3 separate regions of the Mus musculus genome follow, and all the other regions are linked to region 3. The links are chromatin contacts, called in public promoter capture Hi-C maps. All regions are on one chromosome and are shown on one strand. Each heading gives the region's core, a stretch centred on a gene start, on an enhancer-like site or on the middle of the called end of the contact. The rest is flanking DNA. Distances are from core to core; before and after follow the strand shown. Region 1 holds the start of Tpm1 (tropomyosin 1, alpha). Region 2 holds the start of Usp3 (ubiquitin specific peptidase 3). Region 3 holds the start of Map2k1 (mitogen-activated protein kinase kinase 1).

Region 1 (2,998 bases), core at 272-2,771, 2.8 Mb before region 3:
GTGCTGAGCTGGCTGGCCCCTTTCCCTCTGCAGAGATCAGGCTACAGATAGAACCATTTCCTTAGCTAATTTGTACCATGTTTTCAGCACCAGCATCCAAATGCCTTACAGAGAGAGACAACTCCCTGTAAGGATCCAAGCAAGGAAACTGGACTAACAAGATGGCTCAGCAGGTAAAGGAGCTTGCTATCAAGCACAAAGACCTGTGTTGGATTCTTTTTTTTTTTTTTTTTTTTTTTTTTTTTTTTTTTTTTTTTTTTTTTTTTAGATTTATTTATTTATTATATGCAAGTACACTGTAGCTGTCTTCAGACACTCCAGAAGAGGGCATCAGATCTCATTACGGGTGGTTGTGAGCCACCATGTGGTTGCTGGGATTTGAACTTCGGACCTTTGGAAGAGCAGTCGGGTGCTCTTACCCACTGAGCCATCTCACCAGCCCCCTGTGTTGGATTCTTAAAGAGTTGCTCTCTGACCTCTACAGTCCACCAAAGCACGAATGCACCTCCATGACCCCGCCCCCCAAATAAGTAACCGACTCTAGTAAAACATGCAAATGAATAAATGGAGGGAAGCTACAGCATTGAAGCTGTTACAAATCACAGCTGCCGATGACTAAAGACCAGACACACACACACACACACACACACACTCACACTCACACCACTGACTCCCACAGGGAAGAAAAACGCCTAGACCGCTACACACTGACACACTCCCTCTGCCCTTTCCAAAGCACAGCGCAGGCACTTTTGGGCCTTAAGTCCCTAAAGTATTTTACTACCCACCCCCAGTTTGGTGAAAAGACTCGAGACTGCCTGTGTGTCACTATGTCCACTATCAGGGGCAGAGAGACAGGGTCTCAGGAATGGCCCTCAAACCTTCCTCCACCTCTATTTCTCTGCTCTGGTTGAAATGTCCAGACCGTGAGAGCCCAGGACGACAACTGGTGAGTGGGCTGAGTGCTGCCACAAGGACCCAGCTGGGTACCGAGAGCTCCCAGGCCCAGAGGGGAGGGGCAGTGGCCGTGACTGGCAGCCCCCGGACCTTACAATGAGCAGCACCCCAGGACCTGGAGGCAGAGTGAGCCGGTGCGCACACACCACCTGCCCTATTCCGGGTGGTTCCGGGCAGGCTCTTCTGGGGACCTTGACCGCCAGACGATGGCTCTGAGAGGTGGCTAGAGACTCTCGCCCAGTGCCGGGCTCCTCTCCAGCGAGGTCCCGGCGCTCTTTCCCAGGCGTGCAGGTTTAGAAATAGGACGGCCTCGCCCGGCCGCGGCCTCGGAGGCTCGGGTCCCCATATATAGTCATATCCACCGTCAACTGGGAGGCCGGCAGGCGGCAGCGAATGGGCGTGCGGGCCCCCGCGGGAGGAGCGAGGAGGGGGCACGGGGCGGAGGCAGGAGACTGGGAAAGGGGGAAGGAGGAACAAGCTTTTCCAAAAAAGTATTGGCTGTCCTAAGGAATGCGGTCGCCCCCCTGGGAAAGTACATATCAGGGAGCAGCAGGCAGCTCCGCGCTCGCACTCCGGCTCTGCTACCCCACCGCGCTCGCGTCTCCTCTCGCTCCGCTGCCTAAGGGCCCCTCGCCACCGCCACCATGGACGCCATCAAGAAGAAGATGCAGATGCTGAAGCTCGACAAAGAGAACGCCTTGGATCGAGCTGAGCAAGCGGAGGCTGATAAGAAGGCGGCGGAAGACCGGAGCAAGCAGGTCTGCATTTATCCCCAACCTCCAATGCCCCAGCTTAGCGTGGGTCGCTCAGCCCCGGGACCCGAACTGGCTCCCTTTCCTCATCCCATCCCCAGCCAGGGTGTCCAGGGGCGCACGTTTAAAAAAGAAAAGGAGAAGCGCGAGAGTTAGACTGATTCTAACTTTTCTGTCTCGTCCGAGGACGCTCGTGGCCCTTCTCTGACTCCCACGGTCTGCGAGGTCCACTGAGCTTCTTCCCTAGAGAGGCTCTTGACTCTTAGGGTTGGGAATCAGTTTTGAAAGAGGAAGAGAGAAAGGATACAAGTTCCCGGGTTGCCTGGAGGGAAGGGTGGGGGAGCGGAGCAAGGCTCAAGTCCTAAGGTGTCCGAAGTTCTTTGGACTTTTTGGTTGGGGAGAAAGATCCCTCAACACGGGATGAAGACTTTGAAGGGAAGAGGAGGGAGTCACTGAATTATTTCCTAAGAACAAAGATGGGACAGAATGGGAGACACACGGAAAGCTAGCCAAACAAGGACATGTTTCGGCAGTCCCTCAAATTGAGAACCTGAGCTTGCTGTCCTCGGCCGGCCGGAGCGTGTGGTCCCGGGTTGGGGGGTGGTGTGCGAGATGAGTCACTGAGTGAGATCTCTGGGAGAGATATCTTAGGGTCCCTTGAGCCCCAAAGCAGCGATCCCTTAGCCCCAGGGCTCCAGCCAACCTGGCACCCATTTGTTATGTGTCTCCCACCCGGTCCATGCCGGCCGCCCGCGCCCGCTCGCCGCTACCCCAGCTCGAGGAGGACATCGCAGCGAAAGAGAAGCTGCTGCGGGCGTCGGAGGACGAGCGGGACCGGGTGCTAGAGGAGCTGCACAAGGCGGAGGACAGCCTCCTGGCTGCCGACGAGACCGCCGCCAAGGTACCCCGGGCGCGCGGCGAGGCACTGCACACGAATGGCTAACTCTTTCTCTTTCTCTCTCCCTCCCTGTCTTTCCCTCTCTCTCTCTCTCCCGCTGTCCCTGTCCTTTATGGTCTATGCACCCTCAACCCGCACCTTGCGGGATCACGCTGCCTGCCGCACCCCACCCCCTCCCCCTTCCCCCCTCCCCGTACTCCACTGCCAACTCCCAGCTGGAAGATGAGCTGGTGTCACTGCAAAAGAAACTCAAGGGCACTGAAGATGAACTGGACAAATACTCCGAGGCTCTCAAAGATGCCCAGGAGAAACTGGAGCTGGCGGAGAAAAAGGCCACAGATGTAAGTGCACGCTCACACTGCCTCCCTCACCTCCTGTCCGTGTGGCCACT
Region 2 (3,207 bases), core at 654-3,153, 2.3 Mb before region 3:
CCTGTAGGGGTAGTCAGCACAGCTCTCACAACACCCTGGGAGGTAACCTGGGGCTGGAGAAGAGTCAGGAAAGGCCTCTGGTAGGAGGTAGGAAGTGATGTTATGTGAGGTCTAGGGGATTTGAAAAACGTTTCTCAGAGGTTGAAAAGAACTACATACTAGTAGGAAAGACAGCGTGGGTCAGGCTCCACACTGAATGAGGGGCTGTGGGTTCACTGAATGAGGGTCAGTGCCCAGAGGACTCTGAGAAGGTTGCTTGAGAAAGACTTGTGAAACAAATAGATGGAAGAGACTGAATAGGGTTCAGATACTGTTTATTCTCCTCTCTCGTCCCAAGGAAGCAGTCATCTCCTTTTTTTTTTTTTTAATAAGAAAAACAAACCTTATCTGTTAATTACTACAGGTTAGGAATTCACACAGATAAGTACTGTTTTGCCAGTGGATAGGCGAGGAAAAAGAGTCGAGAGGACTAGCTAAGGTTTGCCATGAAGTACCTGCCAGAGCTGATCTGAACAACTTTCCACAATTTCTCACCATCAAAACCCGTCCAAGCCTTGTTTTGACAGCAATCATATACAACTTGGGGAAGTGGTAGAGTTGCTTGGACTGAGGAATCTGAAATACCACCCTGGGCAGAGATGTCCTAGGTGGGTGGACACTATCAGGCAGAAGGCTACAGGGTGCAGTAGTGGGGTGTACGGAAGTGGCTTAAGGGGTGCTAGAGGCGTGCACTTCAGGGAGGTGCCCAGTGCTAACTAACCACTATCCGGCCCAGCCAGTTAATCATTTCCTGACCTTTCCTTTCCTGCCCCATGGATTGGCACATTGTTCTTCCCTCTCCACTTGCTTGTCAGGGGATGAAGGAAAGAAGCCCCTTTACCAGGTTAAACACCACCAACCAAACAAAGAAAGAAAGCCCAACTTTGGAGGCTAGATTTGTGGGAGCCCCAGATATCCTCAAGGCAGAGAATGTGAGGTGGCAGGCTCTCTACCTCTAGACGCTCCTCCTGTCTTCTTCACTTCTTTCTAGAGAGAGATTTGAAGCGGGGGGGGGGGGGGTGCGGGGGTCCAATCTTCCTAAAGCAAATTATACTCTTGGTTTCACTTTTTGTTAAAAAGGGGACCGTAGCAGCAGCTTGAGAGGGTGTTTTGAGGATTAAATGAGGTGTGGTATGCAAAGTGCCTGGCTGGGAGCCAGGTGGGCTTCTAACAAATGTTACACTGCCTCTTTTTATTACCTAGCACCCGCGACCTTGTACAGCAAACTGGATTATTTCGTTCAACTTCAAGAGGTATAGGTATGAAAATACCCACAATGGGCAGGAGATATCAGTGAGTCATAACGGCATGGCGTGGACCCCGAACACAGGCGTTCCGGTGGGCCCAGCCGTGCAGTATCCCGGTGACACACTCAGGCCAGAGTTCAGAACTCAGAACAGTTCCGGACCCCGCCTGCTACCGGGAGAACACGAAAGTCAGGACTGTTCTGGGCTCTTTGCAGCCGGCTGGGCCATCGAGGGCCACGCCCCAAAAGTCTGTTTCTTCCTGTGTAAAATGGGGCTTCAATGCACGTCGGTGTGAGTGGTTTTCATTTTCCGTACTCTTTGCGGTGTGGTCACATATTCTACCTCGCTGTTGTAGCCAACTCACTGCAGTAGAAGCAGCGGTCCCGACCGCTCTGCCCCGGATGAGTACCCACACTTGTCGGGTTCCCAAGAATCGGCTGCAGCGGCCGGGGGCAGATTTCGGAAAGTCACTTCACATCCCCGTAGGACTTTACACTAGCTGCTAGCACTGGGTGAGCACCAATGCCCCGCCCACTGACTAGTGTGGGGGCGGGGCCCGGGCTGGCCTGGGGGCGTAACCAGCAGGGTGGGCGGGGCCGCCGGAGAAGGCGGAAGCCTACTGTCCCTGGGCGGCGGCAGAACCAGGAGTCCGGATTTTCACGTTCTCCGGAGCGGGGCGCCGGGAGACGGCGGATGGCAAAACCCGGCGCCCGGAAGCCCTTGCTTTCTTTGACGCAAAGGCTCGGGACCCAGAAGCCGCCGTCTGCCCAGTGCCGGGTCAGAAGCGACCCCAGACGGAGCCTCTGAAGTCCCTCCGCCCCAGAGCCTCGGCTGTCCCCGCCGCCGTCCTCGTGGCCATGGAGTGTCCGCACCTCAGCTCCAGCGTCTGCATCGCCCCGGACTCAGCCAAGTTCCCCAACGGCTCCCCGTCGTCCTGGTGCTGCAGCGGTGAGTGCGGCTCTGGGGCTGGCCGGCCGCGCACCCGAGGTCCCGGCTCTGGCCCGGGCCTTGCCGTCGAAGGGCCGCGGGTGCGGGGCAGCGCGCGGCCTCGTTGGGGGGGGGGGGAGGCTGAGGGGAGCAAGCGGGCCCGGCGCGCGGGGCGAGGGGACGCGGCGCGGCGCGGCGGGCGCGGTGGCGGCTCCTTTGTTTCGCGCGGCCCGACGGCCGGGCCGGCTGAGGAGAGGCCCGCGGGGGCCTGAGGCGAGCGCGCAGCGGCGGGATGACGCGGCGGCTCGCACCCCAAGGCTCCGCGAACCTAAGGGCCGGCTCCGCGCGCGGCCGCACGTGTGGCGGGGTCGGGCTCGCGGTCCCCCGTGGGCCGGACAGGCAAAGCGCCGCTCTGCGGGCGCAGCTTTGTCTGGACTGCCGGCGCGCGAGCCCCTTTGGGTTGCGTTTCCTCGGGTTCCCACAGGCTCCTGCCTCCCCCGCAGCCCCTGAGCGGACTGCGCTGGGGGCTGCTCACCTCGGAGTCTCTCTTCAGCCTGTGAGGGTGAAGTTTGAAAACAGGCTGCGGGCTCCGAAAGCTCCGGAGAAGGCAGCCAACAGCTGCTTTGGAGGGGCGGCTCGAGGTTGGGTGTTTTGGGTTTTTTTGTTTTTTTTTGTTTTGCCTTTCGAAGATTGTTCCGAGGCAGTTTTTCGGGTTGGCAGGGATTTCGTTGGGAATTCCCGAGTGCGTGTAAGACACTTCGTAGGTTTATGTTATGCCTTCGAGTTGCTTAAGCGTTAACTCCTTCTGCTTCCTTGGAAGCCCCGGTGCCCTCTCATTGTCTGCCGGGACTTAAGGTCGGACGGGCCACCCGGCTTTGATTACTTCCTGGTAGGGCCCTGGTGCCGACGCTGGTCTTTGTTTATGAGCTTTAAGATTATCACTGGCAGCTTGGGCTGTAGTGTAAAATGTGAATCGTGTGCATCAGAAATCAAG
Region 3 (2,881 bases), core at 255-2,754:
TAAGGGGTGGGCAAGATAGACAGTGTCTCATGTGGCCCAGGTTAGGTCTGAAACTTGCTAGGTAGAGGAGGAACTTGCTAGGTAGCCTTCTGATCCTCCTGCCTCCGTTTGGTCAGTGCATGCCCCTCAATACCTATTTATGTCCTGGTGATTAAAAAAAAAAGATTTATCTGATTTATTATTATCATCATTTTAATTTTTCTTTTTTTTAAGATTATTCATTTATTATATGTAAGTACACTGTAGCTGTCTTCAGATACTCCAGAAGAGGGAGTCAGATCTCGTTACAGATGGTTATGAGCCACCATGTGGTTGCTGGGATTTGAACTCAGGACCTTTGGAAGAGCAGTCGGGTGCTCTTACCCACTGAGCCATCTCATCAGCCATTTTAGTTTTTCACGACAGGGTTTCTCTGTGTAGTCCTGGCTGTCTTGGAACTCACTCTGTAGACCAGGTTAGTCTCCAACTAGGGATTTCCACCTGTTTCTGCCTACCGAGTGCTGGGATTAAAAGTGTGTGCCTGACTTTATTTTTAATGATGTTTGTGTGTGTTTGGGTATGTACACAAGAGTACATGTACCCTCAGAGGCCAGAGGCATGGTATCCACTACAGCTGGAAGTTACAGGTGGTTGTGAGCTGCCCAAACACGAATGCAGGGAACCCAACTAGAGTCCTGTTAAAGCAAGAAACACCCTCAACTTCTGCGCTAGCTGTCCAGGCTACTCCAAACTTGACTTTGCCAAAAGGCTTAGAAAACGAAAAAGAGGATATGAGATTGGATACATTTAGGTCGGCTGACCCCATTAATTAGACTTCAATCTGCTCTCAAAATAGGCTTCACTAATTTACCACCTCTGCAGCACGGAGTTCTCAGCTGTGTACCTCCATTTTAGTAGAATTAAAATAGAAAAATCATGTCAGTTTAGTTTAAGGAGTCTCTTGACAAGTTTTCTTTTATTTTGAGACTGGGTCTCACAATGTATCCCTGGCTGTGTAGACCAAGCTGGCTTCGAATGCGTACACATCAGCCTGCCTCTGCCTCTTGTACTGGAATTAAAAATGTGCACTCCTGGCTTTTGTTCAATTTAGTTTGCTCTTACTCAATTCCGCTTGGCCTCAGGACACGAAAAGGGGTCCTTTTCTTATTTATTTTGTACTTTTGTCTGGGTCAAAATGACCCAGCCCAAGGGAGGAGAAGAGTTGAGATAAATAGGCCAAGCAGCCCCACTCAAAGGCAAGATGACCTGCGTGCAAGAACCTCGTACAGCAGCCACCTGGATACCGCTGGTCAGCAGAGGGCGCCCGGAAAGCCTCCCTTTAACTCCGCCCCAAGCCAATGCGCCGCGCCTCCCGTGACGTATTTCCGCGTCATCTGCCTCTGAGGCTAGTCCCCATTGGCTGTCGGCGAAGCGACGGGGGCGGAGTCAGGCGGGCGTGAGGGAAGCGCTGCAGCCCCCGTGGGGGCGGGGCCTGCTCGTTTCCCCGCCCCTCCCTCACCCTCCAGTCCCTCACTGGGACGTCTGTGCGCGGCGTCTCGGAGCGCCGGAGCAGCGGTGGCCGCACTTTCTCCAAGCTGGGGCTGTAGCTGAGCTGTGGGTAGTGCGCAGGGAGCCGTCCGAGCCCGAGGAACCGGTGTGCTGAGGCGAGAGTTCCCGGCCGGCGAGCGCGCGCAGCTGGTTCTCCGCGTGGGTTGGGCGGAGGGTCCCAGGAGCGCGGCGTTGATCGAGCCGCCCCGACTCTGGGCAGAGCCGAGGGAGGAAGCGAGAAGCGGCCGCGCGCTCCCTGCTGAGTTGCAGGCTCTTTCCCGGCTGCAAGATGCCCAAGAAGAAGCCGACGCCCATCCAGCTGAACCCGGCCCCCGATGGCTCGGCGGTTAACGGGACCAGCTCGGCCGAGTGAGTACCGGGAGTGGCCGGGAGGCCGCCACCGCCAGGCGAGGCTTCGTCACGTACGGCCCGGCTGGCGGGGGGCGAGGAACTCCGGCCGCCGGGCTATCAGTGACTAAGCACTGATTGGGTGCCTGACTCACATCGACCGTGCACCCTACAAGTCCCGATCCCCCTCTTTCCCAACAGTGTCTGTCGTCCCTGGCCACCGACATCAATCTTCGCCCAAGAAAACGAAACCTAATGCGTCCCCCCCTAGCTATTGCCTAAAGGGCATACTCTGGGATTCTGGCCTGTAACAAGACGCAGAGCAAATTCAGGTCGCTTCTCATTAACCTTTGAGACCTCCTCGGGGTCTGAGTGTGGACTTGGGATGGGTGAGCCCCATTTACTTTTGGTGCCTGACACCTGTGGGGCCTTGTGGCCGGTTGATCGCCTGGCCAGCGGGGGCGTGTGTTCACAGATTTCCCCATGGCTTTTCCCTGGTTCACTTTGGGGACTCCCTCATCCGTGGCCTTTTTCTTGAGAAGTACCTTGCTCGAGGGAGGAGTCTCTCTTCATCTGTCCGTTCATGCAACAGTTCATCCCCTCACCGGTTATTCTCCCAGCTTTGCTTAGTTGACCGGGAGCCGGAAATTGACTTGAGGCATAAGAACGATGACCAGGGAAACAAAGCCAAAGGTTGCTCGGTATCTGCAGGGGCCAGTGTTGCTTACAGACAGATAAGAGTTTATTTCATAAGGTGGGTTTCTGAGCCCACCTGTTGGGTTTCTTCTTCATCTTTCCCTGAGGTCAGGAGACTTGAGAGGTATCTGATAAAATGAAAGTAGCTTCAGGCATTCTGTCCTTTGGAGATTATTGTAACCCCCCTCCCTCCTTTCCCTAGATTTTAATAACTCAGGACCTGTTGGTATGGTTACTGTCATTGATACCTGCAGTAGTATCAATGGCAGGGCTGGTAGTGGTGGATTTGTGTGAGCATAGCCAGATTATT

The links. Promoter capture Hi-C pulls out the DNA fragments that hold promoters and counts their contacts. Capture Hi-C pulls out chosen DNA fragments and counts their contacts.
Region 1: a contact with region 3 is called in a promoter capture Hi-C map of adipose tissue, with 4 times the contacts expected there. The contact joins the promoter of Tpm1 here to the promoter of Map2k1 in region 3. A contact is called at or near these places in 1 of 39 promoter capture datasets (pre-B cells) and 2 of 9 other capture datasets (adipose tissue and liver).
Region 2: a promoter capture Hi-C map of erythroid cells shows a contact between it and region 3, with 21 times the contacts expected there. The contact joins the promoter of Usp3 here to the promoter of Map2k1 in region 3. A contact is called at or near these places in 2 of 39 promoter capture datasets (erythroid cells and liver).

Annotation. Positions count from the first base shown.
Region 1 is chr9:67,047,736-67,050,733 of GRCm38.p6, reverse strand. Tpm1 (tropomyosin 1, alpha) reads left to right here and starts at 1,521. Exons shown (of 10, transcript NM_001164248.1): 1 at 1,521-1,715; 2 at 2,823-2,948. The coding sequence starts at 1,602.
Region 2 is chr9:66,591,811-66,595,017 of GRCm38.p6, reverse strand. It overlaps Usp3 (ubiquitin specific peptidase 3), which reads left to right and starts at 1,903. Exons shown (of 15, transcript NM_144937.4): 1 at 1,903-2,234. The coding sequence starts at 2,144.
Region 3 is chr9:64,252,228-64,255,108 of GRCm38.p6, reverse strand. Map2k1 (mitogen-activated protein kinase kinase 1) reads left to right here and starts at 1,504. Exons shown (of 11, transcript NM_008927.4): 1 at 1,504-1,896. The coding sequence starts at 1,817.